2 separate regions of the Hordeum vulgare genome follow, and region 2 is linked to region 1. A link is a contact called in public Hi-C data. All regions are on one chromosome and are shown on one strand. Each heading gives the region's core, a stretch centred on a gene start, on an enhancer-like site or on the middle of the called end of the contact. The rest is flanking DNA. Distances are from core to core; before and after follow the strand shown. Region 1 holds the start of LOC123402852. Region 2 holds the start of LOC123402641.

Region 1 (3,429 bases), core at 5-2,504:
GTAGGTGCTACGCACGACAGTTCTTTCAGAATCTTTGTGTCTAGACGAATGAGCGTAGGGCGGTGGCGTTGTTTGATGCCGTGGCGGCGTCGATCATCTTGCACAGAGCTTTCAGTTGAGATGTCAAGTCATGCCTGGCCGACAGGTGCTACGATGTGTCATGCCTGGTCGGCAGGTGCTACGCACGACATATCTTCCAGAATCTTCGCGTATGGACTGACGAGCCGTGGTGGCGTCGACGGATGGACGGACTGGCAAGGATGATACACATCTCTCTCCTGAAGATGGGTTAGCAGCCTGATGATGATGACGACATCTAAAACGTGTGCATGTGGTGTACGCTTTAGGTCTGCTGCATCGAAGTGGATGTATCGGTGACGGCACCGGTTTTAGATATGGGGAGTGAGAACACTCTACATTATCGAGTTTTGTAGGTGTGAGTGGTGGCTTCGGATGGTTTGATGTATGTTCTTGTTAGACCCATGTTAAATAATTAATAAAAATGACCGTATGCATCGATTGATGCAGAGACCGGGGGTTTGAACCTCCTTTTCCATAAAAAATCACTCATCCCTATAAACATACATACTCATACCCTATCTTTATGAACGCCTTCCGGAGACAGAGCCGATATATCATCTTGAGATTTTCAAAGTTACCGTAGGTGTCTCGACGTTGAAAAGAAAGTTTCCACCCACTGAAGATGCATCACCGGAAAATTTAAAATAAATACAAGAATAACTCCAACACTGAAACTTTAATCCTAATAAGTTAGGAATATCAAAATGTCTCTGTAACCATCAAACCACGTATTGGTTCGTTACACATGCGATTATCCAATCCATATGTTTACGCATCCTTAACAAAGACTGTGCACAATACAAAACATGTTTGCTTATTTCAAACGTTGTTCTTGGAGGCCACCGCCCACAAGGCTGCCAGCAACGCACACCGTATGCACCGTAACCGACAGCCGAAGAAAGGGTTGATAATTTTCTTCTTATTAAAAAAATGCATAATAAGGAAAATAAAAGGTTGATAATTTACCACGGATGGGCTCGACCCCTCCCAGCCGCCCGATCCGCATCGGACGGAAAAGGCTGGACGCCGAGGTTGTGGACCGAGAGCACAATGGATGGCAGTTCCGATCCGACGGCCGAGATGCGCCTTCAGTTGTCGCCTTGCTCTCGAAAGCGCCACCACGCAACGCAACCCCCCTCCTCGATGTACACGTATAAAATCCGCAACCCTCCCAGGTTAATTAAAGAAAATTAATTTTCGGATTCCCTTTTTTCTTCCGCTTCACGATTTCTCTCCGGTTTTCTCCTTCGTCTAATCTCTTCTCGCGGGGCGGAGAATCAGGGCGGAGTTCTGGGCGCTCGCCGGAGCTTTTCCTCGGATTTTTTTCCCGTGCTTCTTCCCGGCCGCGGCCGCAGTCGGCATCGCAAGGTTTGCGCCCCTTCCTGTTCCGTCTTTGAATATTTTTTTTTTCGTTCTAGAGTTTGGGGCGGGTGCTGTTTTTGATGCGGGGATGGAGGCGGCGACGAGAGTAATCGCATTGATTGATTAGCTGGTTGACTAAGCGCCATAGTTTCCTGGCCCCAGTTCATAGGTGCTTGTTCGGGAACTCACTAGAATAGATCGTTCTGCTGTGCGGATTTTTCCTAGTTTCTTTGATCTGTCTCTTCATGTACGAGCCCGTAATTCTTCCAAGAGTATTTCTGGCCTGATAATCCAGATTGCAAGTCTGCTTGAACTGTCCACGATGGATTATTGTTGATCTGGTGGGTGATGCGTCGGTTAATCTTTTTCTTGATTATTCCTTTGTAGAGGATAGCTGTGCCCGCAGCAATTTCTCATGTCAAGTATTCTCGTCCGACTACTCTAGTAATTAAACCAGTCGTTCGTCCATCTGTTGTCCCGTGGATTGGTGATTCGATGCATCCGATTGCACTGAATCTGCACGTGCAAACGTTGCAGTTTACTGTAAGGTTCTGATGTGCAAGATAAAACAAAAAAGGTGGTTGCAGCATAATACACTTTAGAAATCTCATTTTGATCTATGATGAATTTGGTTTCGAATTTAATAGCATCATCCCTGTTATGTTTATTAGTTTGTCTTGTTCAACACTGCTCGACAGGTTTAGATTTTTCATCTTGCCTTTAAGAACCATTGGCTCAATTACTAAAATTTGTTATCTATCTGCAACAGTGCTTGGCAATAACAAGACGCTATGAAGTTCTGCAAAGAGGGCAAGGTGGAAGTACTGCAGAAGACAGAGGCACCTTTCGGTTCCTGGAGGCCTGCTGAGATCCTTTCTGGCAATGGGCACACCTATCTTGTAAGCTATGATCCATGTCTGTTTGACGGTAGTCTGGCCATTGAAAGGGTTCCAAGAAAGGTGATAAGGCCTTCTCCCCCGTCCCCAGATGGTCCTGTATGCTGGGTCCCAGGCGACATCCTTGAAGTCTTTGACAGCTATTCATGGAAGGTTGTGGAAGTCGTGAAATTGCTTGGTCATGAGTACTATCTTGTCAGGCTCCTCGGATCCTCCCTAGAATTGAGGGTAGATGCATCCAATCTTAGGACAAGGCAGCTTTGGCAAGACGACAAATGGGTTGCTCTTCCAAAGGTACAGTTCATCCATTCAAATTATCAAATACTTATTCTTTTTTGCACAAGCTTCTATGTTATGCCTGTTACGGAAATATATGGGTAATTTATGCCAAACAGTTGACACGGCCTTATTTATTTCCATGTTAAATAGTCTATACTATAGTGCTTGAAGAAAGTTTTTAGTGTATGGTAAATAGTAATAACTCGCTAACGCCATGCTAATTACTTTCAGGATTCTGCAAGATGTGCTGCTGGTTCACTTAGGAGTCGGGCAAAAGGTGGAAATTCAGGGGGCAGTCATCTTGTATTAAAGAACAAGAATGTGTTTGAAGACAATATGTCTCGAGGCATGAAGAGGAAAACTTCTGCTGCATCAGCTTTCCCTATGCAGCGTAGTGAAGTTACTAAGAGATTTCAGACTTCTCGCAGAGATGGAGGACGCCAACATATTGGTCCTGGAGATTCTCTTCATTTGATGGATAAGGTAGATGCTGTTGATTCCCCATGCTTAATGCTGGGTGAAAAATGCATGCATGCTTCCTTAAATAACAGAGCAAAAGGCTTTCCTAAAATAAACCTCGCAGTGGTTAATGCTAATGTTGATTATCAGTATCCCTCTGTAACAACTCAAGATAGTGATACTGCTAGTGCAGCATCCTCTGTTGGTAGTTGCAATCCCTACGGTAGCCCCTATAGACCAGCACATCCTCAAGAGTACGACAGTGGAGATATTTGTAGTAGGACTGATGATGATGAAGCTTCTGTATCTGGAACTGAATCGCCTCTTCCTATTAAAGGTGGTCTGGGGGAAG
Region 2 (3,495 bases), core at 956-3,455, 220 kb before region 1:
CCTTAGGCACAAACATGGTGAAGTGTTATGTAATCGAAGTTCACATAACACCACTAAGGGAATCACAACATTCATATCATCAAAATATCGAACGAATATCAACTTCACATGACTACTTGCAACATGACTTCTCCCGTGGCCTCAAGAACAAAAGTAACTACTCACAAGTGATAAACATGCTCATGATGACACAAGTATTAAATAGCATATTGGATTTGAACATATGATATTCCACCAAATAAACTATAAAGCATCAACTACAAGATGTAATCAACACTACTAGTCACCCCCAGGCACCAATCTGAGGTTCCGGTACAAGATTGAGTGCGAGGCATGAACTAGGGTTTTGAGAGGAGATGGTGATGTTGAAGATATTGATAAGATTGGTCTCCCCAAGATGAGAGGTTTGTTGGTGATAACAATGTCCTCGATTTCCCCCTCTAGCGGGGAAGTTCCTCCAACGGACTCGCTCTCCGGAGGGCAAAAGTGCTCCTGCCCAGGTTCCGGTTCGAGACGACGACGCTTTGTCCCAAAAGTCCTCTCCTCTCTTCTAGGTCAAGAGTGAATATATACCACAAGATGGTCGCCAGAAGTGGGCTGGGTGGCCCACTACCCTCCATGCCATGCCAGGGGGGCTAGCGCGCCCTGGTGCCTAGTGGGCACTTGGCAGCCCCCTCTGGTACTTCTTTCCTCCAATATTTCTAATTTATTCCATATAAAAATATTTGCGAAGTTTCAGCCCATTTGGAGGTGTGCAGAATAGCGTAGCTTTTTCGGGTCCAGAATTCCATCGGCCGGCATTCTCCCTCTCCGTGTTAACCTTGCATATTATGAGAGAAAATGCATTAGAACTACTCCATAAATTGGTATAATGCATAAAAACACTATAAATAATAGTGGAAAAACATAATGCAAAATGGACGTATCATGTTGTGATCAGCACTACTAGTTGGAATAACTTCCACCCACTTAGTAACATAATCAACATGAGCTAAAATATGAGTATACACATTAGAGGAAGGAAAAGGTCCCATAAAATCAAAACCCCAAACATCAAATGGTCTGATAGCAAGTGAATAGTTCATAGACATTTCCTTACATCTACCAATGTTACCAATTATTTGACATTCATCACAAGAGAGGAATGTCACTTTGAAAACCAGACTATAATTCCTTGTGTACAGTTATGTCACTAGCGTGGTGCCCTTCGCATGCTTAGGAATGACACTTCCGAAGGATATCTTCATGTTCATGCTCGGGCACACAACATCTAATAACACCACCCACTCCTTCTTTATAAAGATGCGAGTCATCCCAAAAGTAAAGTCTTAATCATTAAAGAACTTTTTCTTTTGTTCGTAGGTGAAACTAGGTGGTATATATTTAGCAACAATGTAATTAAAATAATCTGCATACCTAGTGCTACGGGAAGCATTTATAATATATAATTTCTCAATAGGAAAAATATCATTAATAGGTAGTGGGTCATCAAATTTTTTTTCCATTTTAGACAAATTATTTGCTATGGGTTTTCAGCTCCATTCCTATCAACAATATGCAAAGCAAATTCTTGAAATAAAAACAAACACCTAATAGGTCTAGGCTGTGACGCCCCGGTAGTTAAGCTACAGTAACCACACACTAATGGTGCCACGTCATCGAGTTTAACTAAGTTAGATTGTGACTTAATAAAATCAAAGCCAAATTTCAAATATAAATTAAAGTCAAATTATTATTTCTTCAAACATAAAAACAAAATTGTTCCTAAGGTTGCAAATATTCCATAGTTAATTATGGTGGAGTAACCAACATATTAAAAAATGTATAAATTCATAGGATAATTAAAACCAAGACCAAATCAATTATTAAAAACTCCCTTTAAATTATCGAGTATTCAAATATTTTCAAAAGGCCCCCAAATATCTTGTGGCACTGTCAAATATTATAACTTTAATATTTGGGCACGTGCCATATTTTTAGAAAGTCCTTTATTACTACGATAGATAAAAACAAAATAATAATAGTAGAAAAAGAATTTAATTAAAAAGGCAAAGAAAACCCCCTTTTTGTCCCCTAGGCCACATCCCATTCCCCCACCCTAGGTCGGCCCATTCCCCCTCCCAACTGGCCGGCGCACCTCACCCCTCCTCCCCTCTCGCTACAAGGGGCCACCCCTCCACCGACACGCCCCACCCACTCACCCGTGTCGCACTGAGCCCCCACCTCTCTTCCCCTTCTCCCGATCCATATCGGATGGGGACCTCTCCCTCCACTCCGACGACATCAGCCCTCCACCAGTACCACTGGCCACTCTCCCGTGCCTCCCTGCCGCTCCCTGTTGACTGACACCGCCCCACCATCGCCCCAAGCGAATCCCATGGCGGCTGGCTGCTCCCCCTGCTCGAATCGGGTTCGGCCGGTTCCGGCAACCTCGCCGGCCGATGCCGCTGCCCCCAGCGCGTTGTCGGCGACCACCGCACCGTCATCAGTCGCTCTCCCTCCCCGGCTCCTCCCTGTGCTGCCTCGTGCCTCCACGCTGTCCCATGGCGCCGCCGGCCATCGCACCTCCCCACACCCGTTGCCTCCCTCCGCTAGCGCCGGTGAGACCCCGGCCTCATCTCCCTCTCCCTCCCCGTTCATCGCCCCGCCGTTGTTGGCCGCCTTTGCCACGTCCCCCTTCGCCCCCCTCGCGTGCCTTGTGCCTCCCCTCGCTTGCCCCCCCCGCACACACGCCGCACCAGCAACCCCCCCCATGCGCCGCCGCCGGCCTCCACGCCCCCCTGCACCTTCCCCCGCACGTGCCCGCACCCACCACCACCGCCCTGGCCGTCGGCAAGACCGGACGCCCCCCCATGGCGCCCCCTGTCCGATCTGTGATAGGGTGGGGATGAGCCCCCCCCACTGGCATGTGGGCCAACCCCCCCCCCCCCCCCCCACTATCAATGACAATGGGGTCCACCTCCGAGAACGTTTTATAAAAAATGAAATATAAATAAATAAATAGTTAATTAAGAGTAATTATATTAATTAGTATATTTAATCTGTTGTTAGTTTAAATATCAATGACATCTCGGGCCACCCCCCTCTAATTAACCTGATGATTAATTAAGTTAATTAAATTAAATTGTTAACTAGCACCCTATGATAGATGGGTCCCACGCCACTAATTAACTTGATTAAATATTTATTTAATCCTAATAATAAATTTTCCTATGACAGATGGGACCCACTGGTCATATTTGACCAGTCAAAGCCCGGTTGACTGTTGATGTCATGCTGAGATCACAATGATGTCATATCTAAATATCTGAATTATTTAAATCTATTTAATTACAAATATTGAATAAAAATTTAGAAATTAATATTAATTAAACCGTAAGTCAGATGGAAATATTTTGAACATGAAAGTTGATCGGCAGAACGAGACGAACTTGGATACGCTATCCGTTCGTTTGTCACGCGTCCCTAGCATAGCAAACGTGAAACATTTTTTTG

The links. A called contact is a pair of places that touch in the nucleus more often than the background predicts.
Region 2: a contact with region 1 is called in a Hi-C map of seedling, with 1.8 times the contacts expected there. The contact joins the promoter of LOC123402641 here to the promoter of LOC123402852 in region 1. A contact is called at or near these places in 2 of 6 Hi-C or Micro-C datasets (leaf and seedling).

The regions. Positions count from the first base shown.
Region 1 is chr6H:182,665,756-182,669,184 of MorexV3_pseudomolecules_assembly, reverse strand. It overlaps LOC123402852, which reads left to right and starts at 1,254. Exons shown (of 5, transcript XR_006611358.1): 1 at 1,254-1,449; 2 at 2,213-2,633; 3 at 2,850-3,101.
Region 2 is chr6H:182,890,528-182,894,022 of MorexV3_pseudomolecules_assembly, reverse strand. LOC123402641 reads left to right here and starts at 2,205. Exons shown (of 2, transcript XM_045096572.1): 1 at 2,205-2,600. The coding sequence starts at 2,378.